2 separate regions of the Capra hircus genome follow, and region 2 is linked to region 1. A link is a contact called in public Hi-C data. All regions are on one chromosome and are shown on one strand. The core of a region is the stretch at or near the end of the contact, and the rest is flanking DNA. Distances in the headings are between cores, read along the strand shown. Region 1 has its middle 130 kb from the start of ACTR1B. Region 2 overlaps CNGA3 (cyclic nucleotide-gated cation channel alpha-3).

The links. Hi-C and Micro-C count contacts between places; a contact is called where the count stands out from the background.
Region 2: a contact with region 1 is called in a Hi-C map of blood, with 7 times the contacts expected there. The contact joins two enhancer-like sites. A contact is called at or near these places in 3 of 5 Hi-C or Micro-C datasets (blood and liver).

What each region holds. Positions count from the first base shown.
Region 1 is chr11:3,027,808-3,031,863 of ARS1.2, forward strand. No RefSeq gene overlaps it. Among named protein-coding and RNA genes, the nearest start is that of ACTR1B, 130 kb to the left of the region's middle. Within about 2 kb of position 2,129, at least 2 of the 5 cell types and tissues checked have an H3K27ac peak or open chromatin away from gene starts, as enhancers often do.
Region 2 is chr11:3,555,082-3,559,393 of ARS1.2, forward strand. It overlaps CNGA3 (cyclic nucleotide-gated cation channel alpha-3), which reads left to right. Exons shown (of 9, transcript XM_005686265.3): 6 at 1,458-1,511; 7 at 2,787-2,894; 8 at 4,042-4,148. Among named protein-coding and RNA genes, the nearest start is that of CNGA3, 32 kb to the left of the region's middle. Within about 2 kb of position 1,685, at least 1 of the 5 cell types and tissues checked has an H3K27ac peak or open chromatin away from gene starts, as enhancers often do.

The DNA of each region.
Region 1 (4,056 bases), core at 879-3,378:
TCTTGACTTTTGTAATAAGAGCTGCAGAGCGTATTGTGGCCCGACTCTTGGCAACCCCAAAGACTAGCACGCCAGGCCTCCCTGTCTTTCACTGTATCCTGGAGTTTGCTCAGACTCATGTCCACTGCGTCAGTGATGCCATCCAACCATCTCTTCCTCTGTCGTCTCCTTTTCCTCCTGTCCTCAGTCTTGCAGCATGCAGGATCTTAGTTCCCGACCAGAGATTGAACCCGTGGCCCTGCAATGGAAGCATGGAGTCTTAACTATTGGGCTGCCAGTGAAGTCCCTGAGGTGGCATGTTATTAATTCATAGGGAGCTAGCTTGGGCCCTGGAGGTGATCAATTTTATAAACTATGTTACTGGTGATCTTTAAACTTTTTTCTTAATTAAAAAAATGATTTTATTTGTTTTTGGCTGCGCTGGGTCCTTGTTGCTTTCTGTGGGCTTTCTCTAGTTGTGGAGAGCGGGGGCTACTCTTTCTTCGCCGTGCTGGGGCTTCTCACTGTGGTGCCTTCTCTTGTTGCGGAGCACAGGCTTAGCTGCTCTGTGGCATGCGGGATCTTCCCGGACCAGGGATCGAACCTGTGTCCTGTGCATCGGCGGGCAGATTCTTATCCCCTGCATCACCAGCAAAGTCTTAGTGTGATCTTTTTACATTAAAATGTTGTTAAGGTTTCTGAGCAGCTTGGTATTTATTAGTTTAAAATATCATTAGTTCTGTTTGTTAGAGGACTGTCGACGTGAAGAGAGTGAAGTTTCTGGATTAAAGGCAAAACAGTGTTTCTAGTAACAGTACTAGAAAAAAGATACTCTGTTATCAGAGAGGTAACCAGGAATTTTCCAGGCTGGGAAACAATTAAGCACTGTCTCGGGTTTCTTTGGCCTTAGTTAGGTCTATGGTGCCCTCACAAGGAAAATTTCAATCTACAGTTGAAAATAAACACCAGTCAGAATGCATTTGTAGTCGCTGGCAGGAGGCACGTGTTTGACATCCCCTTGGAGGTGTGTAAAGTACCTTCAAGCTTCTGGTTTTGCCCCTGGTTTCCTTTACATTTTGTCAGGATTGTTTGTTTTGGGGGAGGATATAGTTTGGAGACATCCTTGGTAATACCTCTAACATTATCCTGTGAGTGATGGATGAATATTGTTAATCTATCTCTGCTCTTATGGATTATATCATGAAAAATTTTATTCAACTCCATTGTAAATATTTTGGGTGCGTAAGTCAGCTCTCCTAAGATATAATGTGCATCGTGACTTCTCCCATCTTTTTTTCTAATCTCTTCTGCTCTGACAGTTAGCACACAGCATCTCTGAATTTCTCCAGCTTTCCTCGCCAGCGAGATGACTGGCGTGTTTCCCTTTAGCGTGGTGGCCAGCCCAAGCCTTATCAGCTCTTTGTGACTTTCACTGTTGTTTGTCACAGTCGTGTCTGACTCTCGGGGCCCCGTGGACTAGCCCACCGGCTTCCTCTGTCCGTGGGATTCCCCAGGCAAGAGCACTGGAGTGGGTTGCCGTTTCCTCCTCCAGGGGATCTTCCCGGGCCAGGGATGGAACCTGCGTCTCCGCACTGCAGGTGGGTTCTTTATACCACTGGGCCACCTAGAAAGCCCTCTTTCACTGTCGCTATAGGCATTTTCTTAAAAGGCAGAAAAGCCTCTAAAATGTTTTTGTCATTCAACTCTTGACTTAAAAGAAAATGCACGATGTGAGAGTTGTGAGCTCAGTTTCATCTGGGGCAAAATGAGGACTTTAGCCTAGGAGACAGCATCTGAGACGGCTCTGAGACACTGCTCCAAAGCGGCAGGGGCGGCAGGTCAGTATTTATGTGAGTCTGGTGAAGGGGGAGGACATGTAGTCAAGCACATACTTTGCTAAAGTTTCTACGGGTCTCGTGAGGCTTTGCTGGTCACGAGGAGTAATTGTCACCATGAGGGACTTTAGTGCTTTTCTATATATGGGGAGATACAAGAATTGGGCTCATAAAATCAGCTCCTGAAAAAATCTATCTGAAGACCTATCCTGCCAGTTTTTCCCCTTAGCACGGAGGCCTCATTTCTGCTCTGCACCCTGAATTCCTGCAGGGGATGTTGAAGGTCAGCAGCAGCTGCAGCATATCATTTAATCTTTGTAGAGGCAGACAGGCAGATGGCAAGCACCCAGGCAAGCACCAATTTGTAGCTGACACAAGTTTAATAGGCTTCGCCAAACTTAGAAGCTTCTCTGTGGGTTACCTGATGCAGCAGTGGTCGGGACTAAGCGCTTGCAGGGGTCCTGGTTTGGTTCCTTGTTCAGGGAACTAAGATCCTGCAAGCCATGTGGTACAGGCAAAAAGAAAAACAGCCTCCTTGTTTCTAAACCATTCAAATTTGGTGGATTGACACCCTCTCATCCTCACCTCCGTTTATTTAAACGACTCGTATAAATATTTGCTTTTAGGTTTTTTTTTGCCAACTTATCCAAGTACAGGCAAATATTTCAGTCATTAGAGTATGATTTAATTTCTTGGATAGGTCTATATTTTAAGAGTGAATTTAAGTCTGTGATAGCCTTTTCTTTTAGGAACAAATAAAATTAAGTCAGGGCTGTTCAAAGGACTCTAACAAAATTATATATTGTTTGGTTGCCAAGACGTGGCCAACTCTCTTGAGACCTCATGGACAGTAGCTTGCCAGTTTCCTCTGTCCGTGAGGTTCTCCCGGCAAGAATACTGGAGTGGGTTGCCATTTCCTCCAGGAGATTTTCCCAACCCAGGGATTGAACCTGCATCTCCTGCACTGGTAGGTGGAGTCTTTACCACTGAGCCACCTGGGAAGCCCAACAAAATTATTAAGTGTATGCAAAGAAAGTACTCAGAGTTAACAATTTTGCCTCTTCATTTGGTATGCTTACCCACTCATCTCACATTAAAGAAAAACCCAAATGCTAATTTACTCCTTTGGTACATTATTTACATAAAACAAATGTGAAGAGGATTAATATGCACTTATTTGTATGCATTTCAGTGTATATAGATATATAAATACTATTGGTAAGGAATGTGCCTGCCTGAGGGTGGGATGATTTGAGAAAATAGTATTGAAACAGATACCTTCCCGCTTCCCTGGTAGCTCAGCTGGTAAAGAATCCGCCTGCAATGCAGGAGTCCTGGGTCTGATTCTTGGGTCGGGAAGATCCCCTGAAGGAGAGAACAGCTACCCACTCCAGTATTCTGGCCTGGACAATTCCACGGACAGAGAAGCCTGGCGGGCTACAGTCCACACGGTCGAAGAGAGTGGGACGTGACTGAGTGACTCTCCCTTTCATATACACGACCATTTGTCAGGTAGATGACCAGCGTGCGTTCGATGCATGGAGCAGGGTGCCCAAAGCCAGTGCTCTGGGACAACTTGGGATGGGGAGGGACGCGGAAGGGAGGTTCAGGAAGTGGGGAACACGTTTGCATAGGACGGATTCCTGTTAGTGCATGGCAGGGGCCATCACAATGTTGTGAAGTAATTATCCTCCAAATAAACAATCAAGAAAAAACACAGACTGCCTGCTAGTGCAGGAGCTGTGAGGGACTCGGGTTCAGTTCCTGGGTGGGGCATATCCCCTGGAGAGGAAACGGCAACCCACGCCTGTATGCTTGCCTGGGAAAGCCCACAGACAGAGGAGCCTGGCGGGCTACACTCCACAGGGTCACAAAGAGTCGGACACGACTGGGCATCTGAGCACAAACAGCATAAAGGAGATGATTTAGAGCTTTTCTGTAGCTTTAAAATATTAACCTTTCAGTATTAGCACTGTCTCACATTGAATTATTAAGATGAATTTTAACTTTAAAAAAATCAAGACAATCACATCTATTACCCTGTGCATATAACGTGAAGTTTCTGCATTACTGCGCCTAGTATCACTATCTACATTAATTATGACTCATAATAGTAATCAACCTGTACTTTTTCCTTCAGACATATGACTTCCTTCTAGACAGAAGTCTAAAAACTGGAAGTTAATATTTTATGAGTACTTATTTCAGTTACTCTCAAATTTTGAGATGGCAAAACATACTG
Region 2 (4,312 bases), core at 435-2,934, 530 kb after region 1:
TGGGGTCACAAAGAGTTGACCTGATCTCAAACTCCTAATCCAAATTGGGACATCAAATCCAGAGACCCAAATGTCAGAAAAACAAAATGATTTAATCTGCAAAATGATAGCTGTTTTGAAATGTGCTTGATGTCAAGGCAAACCTGACATCAAACACCCTTGGAAGTCCTGCAGTTGAGTAGACTCAGGACCCCCGGCTGGGTGGAGGTCTTGTGGGTGGGTCTCCAGGCTCCTCCGACCTGGGGCTAGGATGTGGGCAAGGATGGGGGTGGATGCGGTCGGCTGCATCAGGCTCTGATAAATCTTTTCAGAGGGGCTCATACTATGGGTCCAAGGACCAAAGGACAAAACTGGGAACTGTTCCCAAATGGGGCCACCTGGGCACAAAGATACAGAAGTAATTGTTATGGACACCTTCCCCCACTCTTCCACCACATTTATGTCATTCTCGCTTAGTCCACGGGTTCTGAAAATTTCCTTCTCCTGATCAAATTGTTCTCAGTCAAAGCCACCATCGATTCGTAGCTCTGTGCAGGTCCCCTGAGTCAGTGCTGGGTGTATTCGGGGACACAGATGGATGGCACAGGGTCTTCCCTAGGCCTCAGCAGGTTGGTAGCCAGAGGAAAGGCCGAAGCTTGTAACCCAGGCCACAAATCCTGAACAAGGGTGGCAGAGCCTGGTGTAATTAAACTCCCAGCAGGGCTCAGTGTGCCCAATAAGCTTGTGGGCAGCGCCCTCTGCTGGTGTCTTGGCATTAAGACTTCAGCTGCTGAAAGACCAGTCTATTCAAGGGAACAGACTCACCAATTATAACTTTTTGTTTCTACTCAATCTATTAATATGCTCACTGTCAAAAACTTGGGACATAGAAAAGCACCCATGAGCACACAACCACAAAAGTATACTCTGTGTTAACAATTGAACCCCAGTATCAGAGAAACACATACTGGCAAATACGCCTCCAAGTTTTCTCTAGGTCTATGTATCGAGAATATAGATGGGTAGATAAATAGATGCATACATACATACACGCTAAGTCACTTCACTCGTGTCTGACTCTTTGTGACCCCATGGACTGGCTCCCCGATCCTCCAGGCAAGAATACTGGCATGGGTTGCCTTTTCCTTCTCCAGGGGATCTTCCCGAACCAGGGATCAAACCCACGTCTCTTATTTACCGCTAGCACCACATACATGCTATACATTTAATATATATACTGGTTAAGAGCATTTGTATCCCAACTCAGCTACCTAAGAGCTTTGTGACCTTGGGCAAGTTACCTGACCTCTCTGTGCATCAGCTTCCTGACATTATTATTATTGAAATCAGTAAGCTCGCTTCACCCCAGTGTGCTGGAAAGATGAGTTTCCTGCACCACGCCCTCTCCTCCAGTCACAGTGGCCTGCCCTCTCCCCGTGGTATACGAAAATTGCTAAGTATCACCCTGTGTCATCCAGTGACAAGGCGAAAAAGGAGGAGAAAGAGAAAAAGGAAGACCCCAAGAAAGAGGAGTAAGTACTAAGAGAAACTGCCCCCAAAGAGGGGAAGTTCTGGGGTCACAGCACGCCTGGTCCCTCCCCGGGGAGGAGAGAGGGGCTGACCCCGTGGGGCCTCGGGGTCAGCCCTGGAGAGGGGGCTGCTTAGGGCTATGGAAAAGGACTTGGTTTCAGGCAGGGATCAGGCCTGCTGAAATCATGTGAGGGTCTCATTCTGCGGGGAAAGTCGGGGACCTCAGAGTGGGGCTTGTAGGTAGGCAGGGTGGTCTGCAGCCCTGGGTGGGCAGCTGGGGACTTCCCTGGGAGCCTGCTCCAGTGCCCTCTCCTGGGGCTTTCTGTTTGCCCACCATGTCATCTTCACAGTTGGGATATGAGGAGCCCCTCTCCCGGGCACTAGAAAATACCATGTTCACAAACTAATTCAAACCCAGTGATGATGAGTCTTGGTGGTTGGGAATGTCCAAAGCCCCGTCAGTGAGAAACTGATCTTGCATTTGCTGAGTTGAGGTGCAGAAAGGCAACCCAGGATGTCCTCTGGGAGGAGCAGCTCTGCAGGCCTAGTGGGCATGGTAGGGAGCTGGCATGGGGGAGGAGACAGGTGGACCCAAAGAAAAGATCTCCAGTACCACCTATAAATTCTAACCCTCCGAAAATCCTGAAAAGGAAAGCAGAAAGCACCCTAAGCTATTTCTTCCACTCAGTCTTGGCTGACATAACTGCAGTGATTCCCAGGTTGGTGGTTTTCGGTGGGAGGCAGGACCCCAGTGCTCGGAAGTGAGGCTTTAGAACATCTGCACAAATGCAGTTAGTAAAGCGGACAGAGCACCTTCCTGAAGGGGAGCCCCGGGGTCCCAAGGTCAGTCCAGAGAGGAGCTGCCTCAGAACCGCCTGGGGCGAGGGTCAAATGCACATTTCCAGACCCCAGCCCGGGAGGGGTCTGGGTGCGCCTGGGAACTTGCATTTTCCCAAAGCTTCCCTGAGGTGGTTCCAACATACTGTGCTCCACTTTCCTCCCTGGCACCCTGCAGTGCCTGGATGACACCACAGGGCATGTGGGAATGTCATCACCATGGTTTTAGAGTTACCGTGGCTTCCTGGGGCTGTCAGAGAAGGCCCTCTACAGGGACACCCACATGACCCCCGCTGAGATTGATAGCACCCTATCTGGGAAGTCATCTCTTCCACTGCAGCCCACAGCTGCCCTGGGGTCTGTAAGCTAGACCAGGTCTCTAAACCCCTCCAGAGCTGCAGACTTCCAACACACTGCACTGTTTGTGTGGGCATTCCCAGGAAGAAGAAGGACAGCGTGGTGGTGGACCCTTCCAGCAACATGTACTACCACTGGCTGACCGTCATCGCCGTGCCTGTCTTCTACAACTGGTGTCTGCTCGTGTGCAGGTAGCGGAGAGGGGCAGCTAGGGACAGAGCTCTGAGTGCCCGGGGGCTCCCCTCCGGCTAGATGTGCCTCAATCTCTCCGTCCACAGTCGTTCAGTAGTATCTGACTCTTTGTGACCCCATGGACTGTAGCCCACCAGGCTCCTCTGTCCATGGGATTCTCCCCGCAAGAATACTGGAGTGGGCTGCCATGCCCCCCTCCAGGGCTCTGTCCATAAGGAAGGGCTCAAAGCAGCACTGGTGGGGACCTGTGTTTGAGATCAAAGCAAAGGGCCTGGCACCCTGGAGCCTTCCTAACTGAGTCACAGGAGGAAGACGCAAGAGCGCGTTTTTGCTCTCCTGAGGGGAAGTGGGAGGGGTGGGTCACTCCTGAGCTGACCTGCAGGACGGTGGTGTAGGTAGCAGGTGGTGTTCTCCGCTGGTTGTGGGCTTTCTTGTTGGTTTTCTATTAATTCTTATTGGCGTATAGTACATTTACAATGTTGCGTTAATTCCAGGGGTTCAGCAAAGTGAGTCTGTCGCATACGTACATACATCTACTGATTTTTAGTTTGCTTCCCTGTGTAAGTCATGCAGAGAGTTGCCTGAGCTACACTAGAAGTCTTTATTAGATGTCTTATTAGTTACTTTACATATAGCAGTGTGTAGATGTCCATCCCAGTCTGGACCAACCTCACCCACTAGGGGGCAGACACCAGAGGGGGGCTTTGGGCTTTCTGAGCCGTTTGGGGTGCATGGTGAGCTACTATTTTGTGGGGGGAGATGTGACTTGTTCCATTGTTCATCTCTAGAAGTTGTTGTATCTTTGTTGGCATTTGGCCCCAGAAAGGGCAAGTTCTCAACCCCTTCATCTGACTCTACCACTGAGGCCTGGAAAAACTGCCCCCTCCCCAGTGTGGGGAAGGGGCCATCACTTGCTGTCAAGAGGCAACAGGGCCCACTCTTTGGGGTCAGTCTCAGCTCTTCTTAGGAGGTCTGTGACCTCGAGGCAGAAAAGCTTCTGAGCGCCCGGGCCCCTCATCGAGGCCAGGGTGGGGTGCTGGGGTACAGCACTGCAGGCTGGGCTGCTGGCGGGATGAACTGAGCCCCAGTTTGTAGCGCTGCCCACCCTGGGCCCTTCCCCACACGGCCCTTCTTGCACTTTTCTAGGGCCTGTTTCGATGAGCTCCAGTCCGAGCACCTGATGCTTTGGCTGGTCCTGGACTACTCAGCAGACATCCTCTATGGCATGGATGTGCTGGTCCGAGCCCGGACAGGTGAGTGGGCCTGGGCCCTGGGTTCTAGATCCCACAACATTCAGCAGTCGGGGGTGGGAGGGTGGGGGGCCTGGGGCCTGGGGGCAGGTTCAGGGAGATCCAGAACAGTCGCCCTTGGGGTTCCTCTTTGTGGACAGTCAGAAGAGCCAGGGTATGTTACCCGT